2 separate regions of the Triticum aestivum genome follow, and region 1 is linked to region 2. Evidence: chromatin contacts called from public Hi-C data. All regions are on one chromosome and are shown on one strand. Each heading gives the region's core, a stretch centred on a gene start, on an enhancer-like site or on the middle of the called end of the contact. The rest is flanking DNA. Distances are from core to core; before and after follow the strand shown. Region 1 holds the start of LOC123166326 (protein NRT1/ PTR FAMILY 4.6). Region 2 holds the start of LOC123167709.

Region 1 (7,283 bases), core at 248-2,747, 140 kb after region 2:
GGGATGGATGCTTGGGTTTTCATTAATGAAAATCGAAAGGGGTGAAGCCCTTCTTTTATCAAAACAAAAACTAATGGATACGCATCAGTTTCAAAAAACAAAACAAAGAAACTAATGGATACGCATCAGTGATAAGAAGCACCGATCGACACACGTATGCTCGGCTTTATCTCCAATATCGAAAGAAAGACCAGACTAATCTTGTTAGTGCACACATCCAGCCTAAAACGCGTCCAAATTCAGTTTACTGAAATGGTCAGACACGATGCATCCCTGCAGGTGTTCATTTACAAATTCACTGAATACAGCTGGATATACACCATATCAGTCCAGATAATCCCTATAAATGCACCATTATTAGTAACTGAAGCTGACAAAGAAATAATAATGAAAAATGGAAATGAGAAAATGAAAATAGAAAAACGTGCTCCTTATCAGTGGCTAGCACTTGCTCACTGTGCGCTTGACAAAGCATGTCGGGGACTTTCAAAGTACTCTCTCCATCCGGAAATATTTGTCGGAGAAATGGATGTATCTAGTCGTATTTTAGTTCTAATACATTCATTTTTATCAATTTCTCCGACAAGTATTTCAGGACGGAGGGAGTAGGTCGTTTACGAGCGAACGCCGTCCTTGATGATCCTGTTCAGTTCCGGCGGCTGACTGCTTGGAGCACCATCAATAGTGATAGCGATGAATTGATGGAATAGAACACGGGTGCATCATGTTTTATTTATTTATTTGATTGATTGAAGAGGAATATAGAAAGGCAATATTGTTACTCACTAATGATAATAGAAAGGAAGAAAGGCCTTCCAAATCCTCTGCATCCGAGGATACGCAGGGCCAACGGGAAGGGAAAGGGAAAGTTGATACGTTCACGCAATGGAAATGCACAGCCATATCTCGGGCTGCCAGCACTATTTTTGCAGGTGTTTACTCCTGGTTTAATGATCACCTATAATTAACTAATAGATACGCATCAGTTGTAAGAAACGCTGCTGGATACATGTAATCTTTGCTTATCTCCAAGACCAAAAAAAAAAGACAAATCTTATTTGTGCACACATCCAGCCTCAAGCTCGTTCAAATCCAGTTGACTGAAATGGTCAGGCACAATACATCCCAGCACGTGCTCATTTACAAATCCACCGAATACAGCTGGATATACTACGCCGTATCAATCCAGATAATCCCTATAAATTCACCCCATTAATGAAATTAGTAACGTAATCTGACCAAGAAATAATAATGAAAAATGGAAACGAGAAAACGAAAATAGGAAAACGTGCGGCACGAGAAGAAGACAATATTGCGTCGCGCAGGAGGAGGAGGAAGAGGGGCATGCTGATGAGATGGACGTGTCTGCGTGCCCTCGAGTCCCCGTCAACCGCCCCTGTGGGCCGCCGTTTTACCGTTCTGCCCCTCCGGCACCAGCGGCGCAGCCAGCCACCCGCTCTCTCCCCCGTCCGCACGCACTTTTAAATACGCCACCATGCCCCTCCTCCCCCGTCAGCCAGGCAGTCACACACAACACACGGCGCTCCCCTGAGCCCGAGTCTTCCTGAACGGCCTCCTCTGTTCGTCCAGCAGTTCAGAGTTTCAGACCTTGAGAGTTCACACACACACGCCGCGGCTTGATGGTGGGCGGCGCCATGGTGAGTCGACCGATCGATCCATGGCAGTTCTTGTTCCGTTGCTGTCGGTGTTGATCTGCCGGGTCTTGTGTGTGTGTGTGCAGGAGGACGGAGCGCGGGAGGTGGAGCGGTGGGAGGGGTACGTGGACTGGAGGAGCCGGCCGGCGGTGAAGGGCCGGCACGGCGGCATGGTCGCCGCCTCCTTCGTGCTGGGTAAGTAAACTCGACTCCCTCCCTCCCTCTCTCGATCACGCAGCGATGCATGCTCCTCAACACCTTCTAGGCTCTTCCAGAACCCTCTCGGCCGAGCCGGGAGGCAGACAGAGGGCGACGCAGGGGACCGACCGGAGCGGGAAAGGAGACGGAGCACAAGCGGGAATAGGATACCCCCTGGCCCCTGCATATCTGCGCCGCGGGCATGCATCAAGCATCATGGACTCATGGTCCATCCTCCCCTCCGCTCCCCGCCGGCCATCTCTTTCTCAACCCTGAAAGCCACCGCACGCACCTTCCCTTTCGTCCCCTTCCTTTCTTGATCGGACCTGCGCCCTTTCCCTATCTGATCTGCCCGCTTTCGGGCATGTAGTGCTCCATAGCCTTCCCTCTCCGCCGCCCCACCTGATCCCTCCCTTCTTGCTGGGGCTCCATCTATTTCCATTTCCCTCACCTCCCTTTCCTCCTCCTCCTCCCCTGATTTCTTGCTTTCGCAGGCCGTGCGTTTCCATCCGTTTCCCGGGTTCGTGCAACTTGGGCAGGAATTGGGCACCTTTACCTGCCGCCAAGTTGCATGCCAAGAGGGCAGACACAACTTGCGCCGAGCTACAGTTCATGGCGCTTTTGCACGAGCCTTCGAATCCAAGCTCTCCAATGCAACCGATGGCCCCAGTGCCGTCACTGTGCCGGGACGGCGATCTCTCTCTCCCTCCCTCTCCCGCCCGCCGTTCTAGAAGCCTCCCGTACGATGCGACCTGGTTCCGAGAAAGAAAACGAGCGGGCCCTCCATTGCCTCTCGCGTGTGTGGAGGAGAGGAGAAGCTAGCCGGCCTGTGAGCTAGAGTGGCCTCTGTTTCTCGCTTTGGTGGTTGAGGACGAAGCCATGATGGCGTCAAAAAGACTTTCCTATTATTTTTTTTGGCCTCGCTTTTTACCCGCCTGCCCGCCCGCCCCGAGCGGGACGCGGGCCGTCCGAAAACGGGCGCATTAAAAACTGGCACGAATCGCAAGGCGGTAACGGCGAGCAGATTGGCCGGCCCGCGCCGGGAAAGCCACCCATGTAATGCGGGCGTTATGTCAGTTATTACCGCACATGCTGCGGCTGCAGCTTACATATGCCAATTTTGCGCGCGCGCGCGCGCGCACACACACACAAAATATCTTTGAACCAACTTGTGAATTGTTTTTCACCATACGTTCATATCTTTTCTTTCGCTCAGATTTGGTCTAGCTCCTTAACTGGTTGTAATCTAGTGGTTAATCTGAACAGGATCAAAAAGTATATGCAGCAGAGGTTATGATCGTTAATAACAGTATTGTTGCTGTGTGCGTGCAGTTGCGGAGGTGCTTGAGAACCTGGCGTTCCTGGCGAACGCGAGCAACCTGGTGACGTACCTGATGAAGTCCATGCACTACTCGCCGGCGCAGTCAGCCACCACGGTGACCAACTTCATGGGCACGGCCTTCCTGCTCGGCCTCTTCGGCGGCTTCCTCTCCGACGCCGTCTGCACCACCTACGCCGTCTACCTCATCAGCGCCTTCGTCGAGTTCATGGTACGCACGCACGCACCCCCGCCGAAATATCTAAATTTTGCAGTAATACTTGTTGCCTGGCCGGTCCGTTTTTGCTGATGAATTCCCATCATGCATGCATGCACTGACAAGAAAACACTTGCGTAGGCTATAATAGACTCATCGTACGTGGTAGATCGACGTTTCTGGATATACGTAGATATTCCTACAATTAATATTGAGAAGAAAAAAACTCTTGTAGGCTATCTATCATAGATCATGGTGGTAGATCGACGTGTCCGGATATACGTAGATATAGTTAATATTGTCCTTATCATATCTCCGAGCTGGCAGATATACACCGGAATATTCTGTCCAGCTGTGCCGCCACGTCGCCGAATTGACTTTTCACTTTTCCTTTTTCGCCCTGGCCGGTTGTGTACACGTCGTACGACATGCATGTCTGACCGTTTAGCTAGACTAGAATCTCTCCGTAAGCTGCCGAAAGGATCGCACTAATAATCAATTAATAATGAAATGAAGCCATGATGGATGATGGATCCGAGCACTAAACACAAGCTACGTTGGAGAGGCGACACATGTCCGGAGATAACCACAGTGGCGAGCTTTAATAGCCGGTCACGTCAAATGATAACCCCGATTTTGATCCTCGACATGTGGTGCATGTGTTGCATATATAGGCGCACTTCACGGATCCGTTTGGTCTGGGATCTTCGCTGTTAAAATTATATAGAGACCCGGCCCTACACGGAGCGCCACAGATGGATCAACTGGAGCACGTAGTTTCCCTGCGATCTGGGTTAGTAGTGGTCAGGGGAAATGAGAGGCCAATGATTAATTGTAGCCATCAACTTTATTCGCATGGATGGGCAGGATCGATCAGATTGCCTGGGTCAAAGGGAACTACGTAGTGTGATAGTGTAGGAGTATTAGCTAATCACGTCCTTCGTACTGTGACAGCATGCACTAGGCTATATATACAATACGTCGAGGGCAGGCCGTGATGGGCTTGATTTGGCTTAGCCATGCCGGGATTAAATTGGTCGTGGTCTGGTGACGGCGAGGCAACAATACAATATCCATGTTGCGGTTTTCTCTTAGTCGCTGTGTTACTACGTCACCCCGAGACCCTGACCTGTGGGCCGTCAGGAGACTTTTCGCTACGACCGGCGTGTAAAAACGTGCGTCGTTTACTGGCGTGCGTGATGGATGCGGGTGTGTACGACGTAGAGGGTACAGGGACGTGAGTGGTGGACTGCGTGGGCAGGCGATGCAAGTGGAACATAACTGTGCTCGAGACAACGATTAGAACGGTCGCTATGCGCGGTCGTTTTGCATCAAGTAACCGTTCGACACAGGGCATGCTTCCATGGTCCAGTTGTGTCGACGCACATTTGGTTTGGTCTGTCCAATCATGATAGCAAGCAAAGCATGCAAAAGAAGCAGCTAAAGCCTTCGTTTCAAAGGACAAAAGACTCCATTGCTTACAGTGCCGAGCCAACTTTTCTAATGTTCTGTTAACCTACTTTGCCAAATTTATCACACGCACTTAATCACATAAGATTGCGACACAGGATCGCCACATCGTAAGCCTGCGATCTGAGACTGATGCAGTACGTAGTACTATGTGCAAAGAGCAAATCCTATTACCCTGTTCTGAAAAAAAACACTAACCAACTAATTTGGCGGCCGCAAGCGAACAAAGACGCCCACCCTGCGGCGCCACACTTTCCGATCACGTCGCCGTCGCGGGGCGCGGGCCCGTCCGAACAACCCCCCGGGGCGACAGGCAATCCGATTCCGTGGCGCCCGCCCGGTGTGTGCGCGCGATCTCGTTCTGGTGGCCGCCTGGCCAATCCGCCGCCGCCCTGACCGTCCCGTCAGGCACGCACCACTCGCCTGACCCGATCCCTGGGTTACTACCATCGATCGTACAAGATCTTCTTTGCCTTGCTTGTGTGCGCGATGATGCCACGACACGATTGGACTAATCCTTGGCCACCACCATATGCCAAAGCACTTGCGGGTCTCTGAGCCGTGGCATCTGTCCGTCTACACCCGTTGGACCCTTTTTGTTGTTGTTGTTGTTGTTGGAAATGGAATCAGCCGATCGATAGCCAAGAGAATGGGCATGGCCGCATGGGGCATGGGCCGGTAGGAGAGATAGGCGGGCACGCGATCCTTCGTGACCTCACTGTCTCACGTATCAAGCATCTGCTTATCTTGACCTCGCTTAATCGAAGCGTAGTTAGTTGTAGCCCACTGCACGGGCACAAGCTAGGACTAGAGTCAGGAGATACATACAATAAACAAACAAACACTAGGTGTAGATTATCTAGCCATAATTTTGTCACTGGCGACCCGCGAGGGCAAGTTGACCCGCCGGGTGTTCGTGGACGGATTTCAGGAGAGCCCTCTTGAGCAGCGCACCCCAACGGCCCGGCCGGGCAACGACAAGATCGTTGCGGCACCGGCCAGGCGCAAGTTGCCGCGCGCGCCAACCACGTTGTTGGCCGGCGTATCGATCATCGCTGGGCGTGGGTGGGGCTGGCTAACCGACGCGCACGTAGCGTATCATCGGACGCCCGTGCTGGCCTCTCTCGTATCGGTGTCAGTCACATACGTACATGGCCGGAAGGCCCGGTGCGGGGGGACCCCAGCCTCCTCCTCGTCCGGTGATGGCCGGGGGGTACCTGGAGGGTGGTGGTGGTTTGGCCGGAGGGTCGGGCCGGGACCAAACGGAGAGAGCGACCGTACGTGCGTGCGTGCGTGCCGCGTCGGCCCTCGTCTCCGGAACTCTGGAGTTTGGTGCTCTCTACTACCAGACCCCGGATGGAGCACTTGTTGGCGTACGGTCCATGATTCATGCCTGCACGAAAGGAACCCAGAGGGGAGCATGTGGGTGGCTGCCATCAAATTACCTCTCCAGTTGCCACTTGTTTGGTGCTGTGATGGGCTAATTATAACCAGTTGACCATCTACCGTACTCCTCGTAGTGGTACTAACTATACTAAGTAGTCAAGCAGATCGCATGTCCAAAGCAACAAGTAGTCGGGCACGTACGCCTGGGCTAGCTGCACCTGTTGCATCACACGTACGCTGGCCGCTTGCTTCTGCTTGCTTTCCGACCTCAAGATCCACAACGATCACATGCTCGCTGTTTGACCATACAAAGTCAGCCTCCCAATCCTTCGGAAACCAAGCATTGCTGTCCTCCCTTTGGCCATGCATTTTTTGTAGTCAACGCTGACCAACGCAAAGCAAATATTTTGGACAACAACTCAACGGGATGGCGCACAGCCCCATCACCGGTCAAACAGCAGTGGGTCGGTGTCGTCTCCTCCGCTTTGTAATCGAGCTCACGGACCATGCCCAAAGCGACCTAGCGCACGGGCGGCCGCCCGGCCGGCCACAAGTAGCACGGCGCCCACTTGCCTGCTCCCTGTGGAACTTTATCACTTTCTATTACTCGATGCAAGTTTTTGCCAAATCTTTCGACTTGATAACCTCATATGTTAACTGCAACTAGTTCTCCATCTAATCATGTCGTAGCAATGCAACTATGCATAAAATGTATTTTTTGAGAAGAATGCAATTATCCCACGCAAAAAAAGAAGAAGAGAAGAACATAATTATGCAAGTTTTTTTTTTTTGAGGGCATGCAATTATGCAAGCAGTGTCTGTACTCTGTATTAGTGGTACATTTTTTTTGAGACAACGTCTTTTTTTTCTCGAATACGCACGAGTGTGCGTACTTTACTATAAAGAAGGAATGGGTAAAGAGCCCCTCCACGCCAGTGTTTACTGTAACACACGACACCACTACTACTTCTACCTCAATTACGTACTAATTCGTTGCGCTAACCCACGTTTCCACCTCTTTTGAGACAATGTAGTAGTA
Region 2 (7,612 bases), core at 2,633-5,132:
CCAACCAAAAGTACCCAAAGAAAATCAATGGAAAATATTCACAGATGTCAGTACCATTACAATATTTACTTGGGTCATGCCTCTAACGATTCTCTTTCTTTGTGGACGGACTCCTAGTCTTGTCCACAACTATGGTGAGTGCCAAGTACTACTGTGTTACAACTTACTGAGTAACACAGCTAGGCACTCATGGACGTGATCATTAAAATTAACTCTTAATTGCAACTTCAGCATAGATGGCTTCTAGCACGATTCCCATATCTCATGCTTACTTTATGTTTCGAAACTATCTAGCGTTTTTGTCTATTCTAAGGTTCTTTAGTCTAGTATCTGATTGCTACCTTTAGTCTTTTATCTGCTACATCTACCTGGACAGACAGTACTTCAAAACGATAGTTCTAAGAAACTGACGAATGCGAATTATGAATGTATTCACTTACGGTGTCAACAAATCCTTCCTGAAAGGCAATCCATCTGTAATGACAGTATACGTGACAAGTGCAGCCATGAGTATGCCCAAAATGCTGAAAATAGTTCTCCCGATGACGACAAAAGAACACTTCCTTTCGGGTAGATTATCTTGCCTGAAAAAAGAGATGTCTAATCCATTTAAGTTTGAGATAAGCGTCAGCAGGAAATAGAAGAGCTAAAATTTGTTTCTTTTCATTTCATCTTGAAGTGCCATAGTGCAGTCATCTTCATTCCTCACTATTCATGTAGTGAAAAGTACTGACACACTAGAATTTTACAGGCATTGGACCAACAAGATGACTCCAGATTCTCAGTTTGTTCAGATAACACAAAAGTACTCATTTAATGTGGCAAAGCTGTCTTTTTGACATAATTTATTAGTATTCCTTTATGTGCAAGAACAAGGAACTAGAAGTTCGGAATAAGTACAAGAGCTCAGAAAGTATCATCATAGTGTACAATAATGGCATAAGAATTGACTAATGCAAACAAAATAAACAGAATAACTATAAATAATCCATGATTCAAAGGAATACCATCAAAGCTAAAATTGAATTATTTGATAAAATGTTGTATTGAATAATGCAGTTCTTTTCATAGTTGCAGTTATTAAATCCTCTATTATGATGTCAAGAAAATAGTTGATCGGAATGAATCAGTACCCTGCATATAATGGAAAATAATTTGATTATATACCTGAGCAGCAAAAGATCAAGTGGATTTTGGGAAAGCCCTGAAGATGTTATCTCAAATAACTTGCTAACAATATAAGCACATGTAGTGGCACTGAAAAAGTGAAAGAAAAAAATCGTCACATTAAGTGGAATAGAACACCTCCAGTCAAACAGAACTGTGAACAAGCCATGATAAATCAAGAGGATAATAAATTATTTGCAGAAAAGAATACCTGCCAAGACAAATCAACAGTACTACCCAGAAGATAGAACTAATCCAATTTCCTTCCTTGTAGACAACCCAAGTCTGAAAGACCATAAATGAAAGAAACAGTTCAATCTCGAGTCAAAGTTGAAAAAGAGTGTTTATGTCCACATTCTGTAGACAGATAGCAAAACTAAGCCAACATTCTAGTGCTCAATTCCTGCAGAACCAAGCATCCTTTTTCAGAAAACGCGAGGAATGTGTTTCGATGCATTGATTGGATATGTTAGCAACACCTTAAGTTTACATATATAAAAGATGGACTCTGGAAATTCTGCGTTTGAATCAAGCGGAATAGTTAGTTTGAAAAAAAAATACTGGCTTTGACAATTTACTACTTCGTGCGCAGGCAGGAATTGATGCAAACACGATTATAGAAGAATGTCTCCTAGCTTCTTCTTTTTTTAACAATATGTCTCCTAGCTTGGTTAGTGAGTTAGCAAGTTAGTTAGGTAGACTGCACATCTCATCTCGTAGCTGCGATTATTCTTAGCTTTATTAATTGGATATTTTATATATTAATTACTTAAATTGTTTGGGCACTCTTATATAAAGGCTGTCATATATATCAACAAAAAGAAACATTAAGTTCATGGACATCCCAATCTCTAGTCTCTTTTCTCGACAAAGCCATGCAAACATGTCGTCCTCTTGGTAATATATATGACATAAGGATCTAAGGATCAATACGAATCTGTGCCATGTCCAAACAGTGTGTCAAGGATACCATTAATTAAGACAGAGTGATGCAGAGGAGGTACTATTTATTTTCATCTCTTAGTTGCAACCCATGTATAATCATTAACATTTGGGCCAAAAAAAGGCAATGCAGTTACAGATATGGCACCACATTTGAAAACTTACAGAAAATATTTTCATGCAGATGCAAAGGAAAACACAATGAATCGAAGCAGAGGCAAACACGATGAATCGATAGAAACTTGTGGGAAAATATGTCTGGCACAAAGAATCTTATGAACGACATAATGTATTTTTCCGATAGTTCTATTTATTCAAAAGCCGATAGTAAAGAAAAAGAACTGGTAGCTACATGGTAGTCCACTCTTGGAAAATGTGTTTCACCTGTTGTACTATCAAATATTCTAAACATCACAGGCTTTATGTAAATAGCATCTGAATAAACTAATTGCTTAGCAATGTGGAAACAGATATACAGAGATAGAGGATTTACCGAAATTGCTGCCATATTTACATAAAAATCAATCAGTGTTGTCACCATCCACCTGCACACAGTAAGAATTACTATTTTCAAGTGAAAATCATTTGAAAACATATAAGATTCATACTCTGATGCAATGCATAATTCACTGGCTAAAAAAGTATCAGTTCTCTCAAGAGCACACTGCCTACAACACTATTCAACATGTGTATCTAAGGAGTAGCATTTCTCAGGAGCTACCTAAATCTGCATCAATGTAAACCAAGCCTGAGGCTCAAAAAGTATCAGCTCCCTCTGAAGAGCACACTGCCTACAACACTATTCAACATGTGTATCTAAAGAGTAGCATTTCTCAGGAGATACCTAAACCTGCAGGAATGTTGACCAAGCCCGAGTCCCCATGCCATACCACCTTACTAATTCAACACACATAACTAAATCCAGATATAAGCAACATCTTACAGCTAAATGCTTGCAAAGATACATAAGGTTTATGCCTTTCTTACAGCTAAGATGGTAACTGAATTCATGAGCAAATCAAAGTTCATAACTGAACATTAACTTTGCGAGTGCTTTTTTTTTTTTGCGATTATATACTTTGCGAGTGCTACAAATGTTGCTAATTAATCACACCTAACTACCTAAGGCAAGTTATGCTGTATTAGAACCAACGATCCTCATCAGGGGAATTTTAACGTACTCGTATCGTATTCAGACCCCCAAAAAAATGTGTAGCAGCTTCCTACCGATCCACAAGGGTGCACAGCGGAATGAGACGTTTTCCAAAATTCACCGCAGCAATCAGCATATAATCCTCTTCAACGGCGAAAAGAAAGAACAGTTACTCACGGAGTCAGCAGCTCGGCGCGAAACGGCGAGCCGTCGGTGATGCAGGTGTACACCAGGGTGCCCACCATGAGGCAGCCGAGCGCCGCGAACACCGTCCTGTACACGACCAGGGTACCTAACGCCGCCATGTTCGCGCGCAAGGAGCTCAGTGCGAGACGAAGAGGGCACGGAGTTTGGTGGAAGAGCTGGGGCGAAGACAGACAAGTAGGAGGAGGAATTGCCAATCGTCCAGGCGGGTACTGTGGACGAGATGCTGACACGTCGGTGAGGCGGAAGCGGTGGCGGAGGTGAGGCCACGTAGGGCGCGCACGCCGCCGCCGTTTGCGACTTGGTGAGGCGAGGGGGTCGCGTATGGAGACTGGCTGGTGAAGAGGAGGGGGAGGAGGAGCAGCGGAGGTTGCCACCGGATTCCGGCGCTGGTCGGCGAAGGAATTGAGACGTGCATGCCTATTCTACGGCGAATCCTTTTTTTCCTTTTCGACAAAACTCTACGGCGAATCATGTGTCGCTCTCTGCGACTGCGACCACGATTGTGGAGGGAAAAAGCACGGGATATGCGCCAGGCCCAATTAGCTACTCCGGTTTTCTCGGTTCTACAACAAAGCTTGTTGTCCAGTTTATCAAAAATTGTCCAGTTTTTCAGATTTGCAAGTTTTCTATCGGAAAACTAACTGCGAAGGGGATGGCAATCGAACGTTTTTATGGCATTTCTTTATGAGTTTTTGATGGCATTTTTAGGTGGTAGCAGATGGCAATTTCTTCCCCTTTTTGCCGCAAAATTTCCTTCTTTCACAAACTGTCATACAATACATCTTTTTTTAACTTACTAGAACAATTCATGTGGGTTGCAACATGATATAAATATTCTACTACGTTAGCTTGTGATTAACCTGTCAATAATAATGCGATTGTGTAAATAAATGTTTATCAAATTCTGACCGTGAATTGCCTTATATTTTGATTAGAAGTTTGGTAAGTAAATTAAAATAAAATTGGTTCAGAAGGTAAGTAAATTAAGGTGATTGATTATCATATAGATGAAAGGTTGGACAAAGGGGTGGTGGGAAGAAAGGTGAAATGGGAACCTTACGTTCTTTTTAAGTAGTATAAGATATAAGATATAAGATAAGAAGAGAAGAGATATACAATACATCTCTGAAGAAATGGTCATGCATCTCTGAAGAAACTGACAGAAAAAAGGTTTGCAAATGCCCCCCATCATTGCGAATCTATGGGGTCTAGTATTTGTTATTTTCACCGGTTTTCTTTTTTCTTATTTTCATTTCTCCTTTTCCCCTTTTTTCTTCTAAATTTAAAATTGTTCACAATAAAAAACTGAAATCTCAAAAAGAAGTTATTTTAAATGTTTAGGTTTCCTAAAAAATTGTTCACATCTTTAAATAATATTTAAAAAAATGTAATCTTTCTAAAAAAACAAGTTCTTCCAAAAATTATGGTTTTTTCACATAAATAATTGTCATGTATTTTGAAAACTAAAACTAAAAACATACCAAGAGTAAAAAAATGGGAAAGGGAAGAAAAAACATTAGTTACCGTGTTGAGCACTAAATGGGTTGGCCCACCCAAACACCTTGTGCGAAATGTAGACATATTTTTCTCAAAAAAAAGCATCACACATATGAGCTTCTAGGTGGACCCTACTCCGGACGTAATGTGTCAGATACACTGCAAACGAAGACCTCCAAGTGCACTCCCGCAGCATATGAACGGCCCAACGCGTCGAACATTTTTTGAATTCGCAAATATTTTTTTGGATTCCCCAAAATATTATTCAAATTCAAGATTCTTTTCTGAATCTGTGAACATTGTTTGAAATTTCAAACATTTTATGAATTCATGATTTTTTTGTTGAACTTCACACATACTGACAAAGTCATGAATATTTATGGATTTCGTAAACAATTTTTCAAATTCATTAACGTTCGTTTAATTCATGAACATGTTTTAAATTCACAAGCTTTTATTTAATTTGCGCACTTTTTTAAAAATTCATAAACATTTTCTGAACAACTGACATTTATTGAATCTGTGAATATTTTTTGAATTCACAAACATTTTTAGAGTTCAAATTTCTTTTTTGGGCCCAAAAATATTTTTAGAACTTGTGAACATTATAAAGATAGGAAACATCTTTTCGAAATTTATGAACATTTTTGAAGTGTTGTAATTGTATGCTCTGTCCAAGCGGCTGAACCAAAAGAAACCAGCAAAACAGTCATGAATTATAAAAAAATGTTGACGGATTATTGAAAATGTTTGATAATTTACAAAATGTTAGCAAATTTATACAATTCATTTTGAACCATAAATATTATTCAAATTATTTTTGAAATGTTCTTTCAAAAAAGGTTCATGCATGTAAGAAATGTTCATGAATTTTAAGAAGGTTGAGGAGTTTTAGAAAATTGATTTTCAAAAATGCTCACTAACTTTAAAATCCTTGGAACGTTCATGACATAAGAAGACATTAAATATGAAAAATAAAAATAAAAAATGAAGCTCAAAATAAGGAATAAGAAACAAAAAGAGGTCAGAAACACCTAAATAAAAATAAAGCAGACAAAAACCACGAGAAAGGAAAAACAAACTGTCACAGAACACCAACTCCAAAAATAAAAAATACCACTAAATGAGTCAGGCCTACTAACATTCATGGGCCCTGTCTTTTCTACCGTTTTACCTCTACTAGCAAAAGAGCATGTGCGTTGCAACAGGAGAAAAAGATATCACATGCCCGTAACCCAATAATTATGAGTCAAGACCCCAATAGGTCCATGTTTTTTATTTCAACATAAACTCACATATGTGTTATCGTTTGCCCGTCATCCCATTCTCGCATATGATGACCATAGTGCTTATAGAATCACAACGCATTTGAATTAATTAATCCTAAGCCATCTCTCTCTCTTGGCATGAGATGAGATTTTTTTTCCTGGCTATGTTTCTTTTGTCTCCAATTTGTTTGTCTAGGTGTTCATTTGCAATCCAGATTGGTGCCGGTATGAAACAAAGACAGATCGTGCGCTATTGATTAAGTTTGCACTCTAAATAGCATTTTAAAAATGGTTAAGAGGTAAAATAGCATCATATTCAAATTCTACAAATTTTTCTAATCAGATTTCACATATAACATGTTAAAATGAAGTTATGGTTTACAAGATATGGATATTTCAAAAAAACATTGTTCTAGGTGGACTACGGGTTAATTATCAGAAAATACATGGTGTTTTCAGTAAGAATGCAAAACACGATTCGTTTTGTCACTTAAAAGTGAACTATGGGTTAATTACCTGAAAGGGCAGGGGGTTTTCTATAACATCAAAAAAATGTTTCATTTAGCCACTAAATATAGGACAGCGGGATGATTCTTCGAATCATAAGGTGATTTTCTGTTCAAATTCGTGAAAATAAACAAATCAAAATCATTAAGTTTTTTTCAAATTCTTGAAAAAAATAAAGTAATCAAAATTTTAATATCCATGAACATTTTTCAACTGCATTAACTTTCTCAAACTCGGGAATGTTTTTTAATTCATGATTTGTTTTTTCAAAACCTGTGAAATTTTTTTCAAACGCATGAATTCAAATCTGTGAATATTTTTCAAAATCCACAAAGTTTTCCCAACATTCATGAACTTTTTGCATATTCATGATTTTTTAAAAAAAAATTGAAATTGTTCATGTCCGTGATTATTTTTATAGCAAATCTATGAACTTTTTTCAAACCATGATTTTTTCCCATTTTGTTTCTTTTATGTATGTTTTTTAAAATTAGATTTATTATTTCACAAAATTCAAACATTGACCGACCAAAGATACATGCGAGTCTATGATCCGGCCGCGTCGTCTTTGTTGGGCCAAGCCCAACTAGCGAGGCATGAACGCCAGGATTGTTTACCGCGCGTTGAAGGCACGGACGAGGAGAACTCGTGCAAGACAGATGTCCAAATGGGTGTCCCACGTCGATAAAAGTATAATTAGAGCCCCAAATGTGATGATTTAGAACATCACAAAGCCCATATAAAATTGATGGTATTGTCGAAAGCAAATCATATTGTCAAAATCATATGTGGAACATACAGTACCAAAATAGAGGCCAATCGGTGCGGGACGCATACCCATCCTTGAAAATCTTGGAGGGAACATGTTCCC

Evidence for each region. A called contact is a pair of places that touch in the nucleus more often than the background predicts.
Region 1: a contact with region 2 is called in a Hi-C map of leaf, with 2.8 times the contacts expected there. The contact joins the promoter of LOC123166326 here to the promoter of LOC123167709 in region 2. A contact is called at or near these places in 4 of 5 Hi-C or Micro-C datasets (leaf and root) and 1 of 1 datasets of contacts at active chromatin or transcription factors (leaf).

Annotation. Positions count from the first base shown.
Region 1 is chr7D:462,656,605-462,663,887 of IWGSC CS RefSeq v2.1, forward strand. It overlaps LOC123166326 (protein NRT1/ PTR FAMILY 4.6), which reads left to right and starts at 1,498. Exons shown (of 4, transcript XM_044584112.1): 1 at 1,498-1,658; 2 at 1,742-1,850; 3 at 3,186-3,403. The coding sequence starts at 1,641.
Region 2 is chr7D:462,514,904-462,522,515 of IWGSC CS RefSeq v2.1, forward strand. LOC123167709 reads right to left here and starts at 3,883. Exons shown (of 9, transcript XM_044585567.1): 1 at 3,440-3,883; 2 at 2,603-2,654; 3 at 1,379-1,452; 4 at 1,168-1,257; 5 at 441-584. The coding sequence starts at 3,567.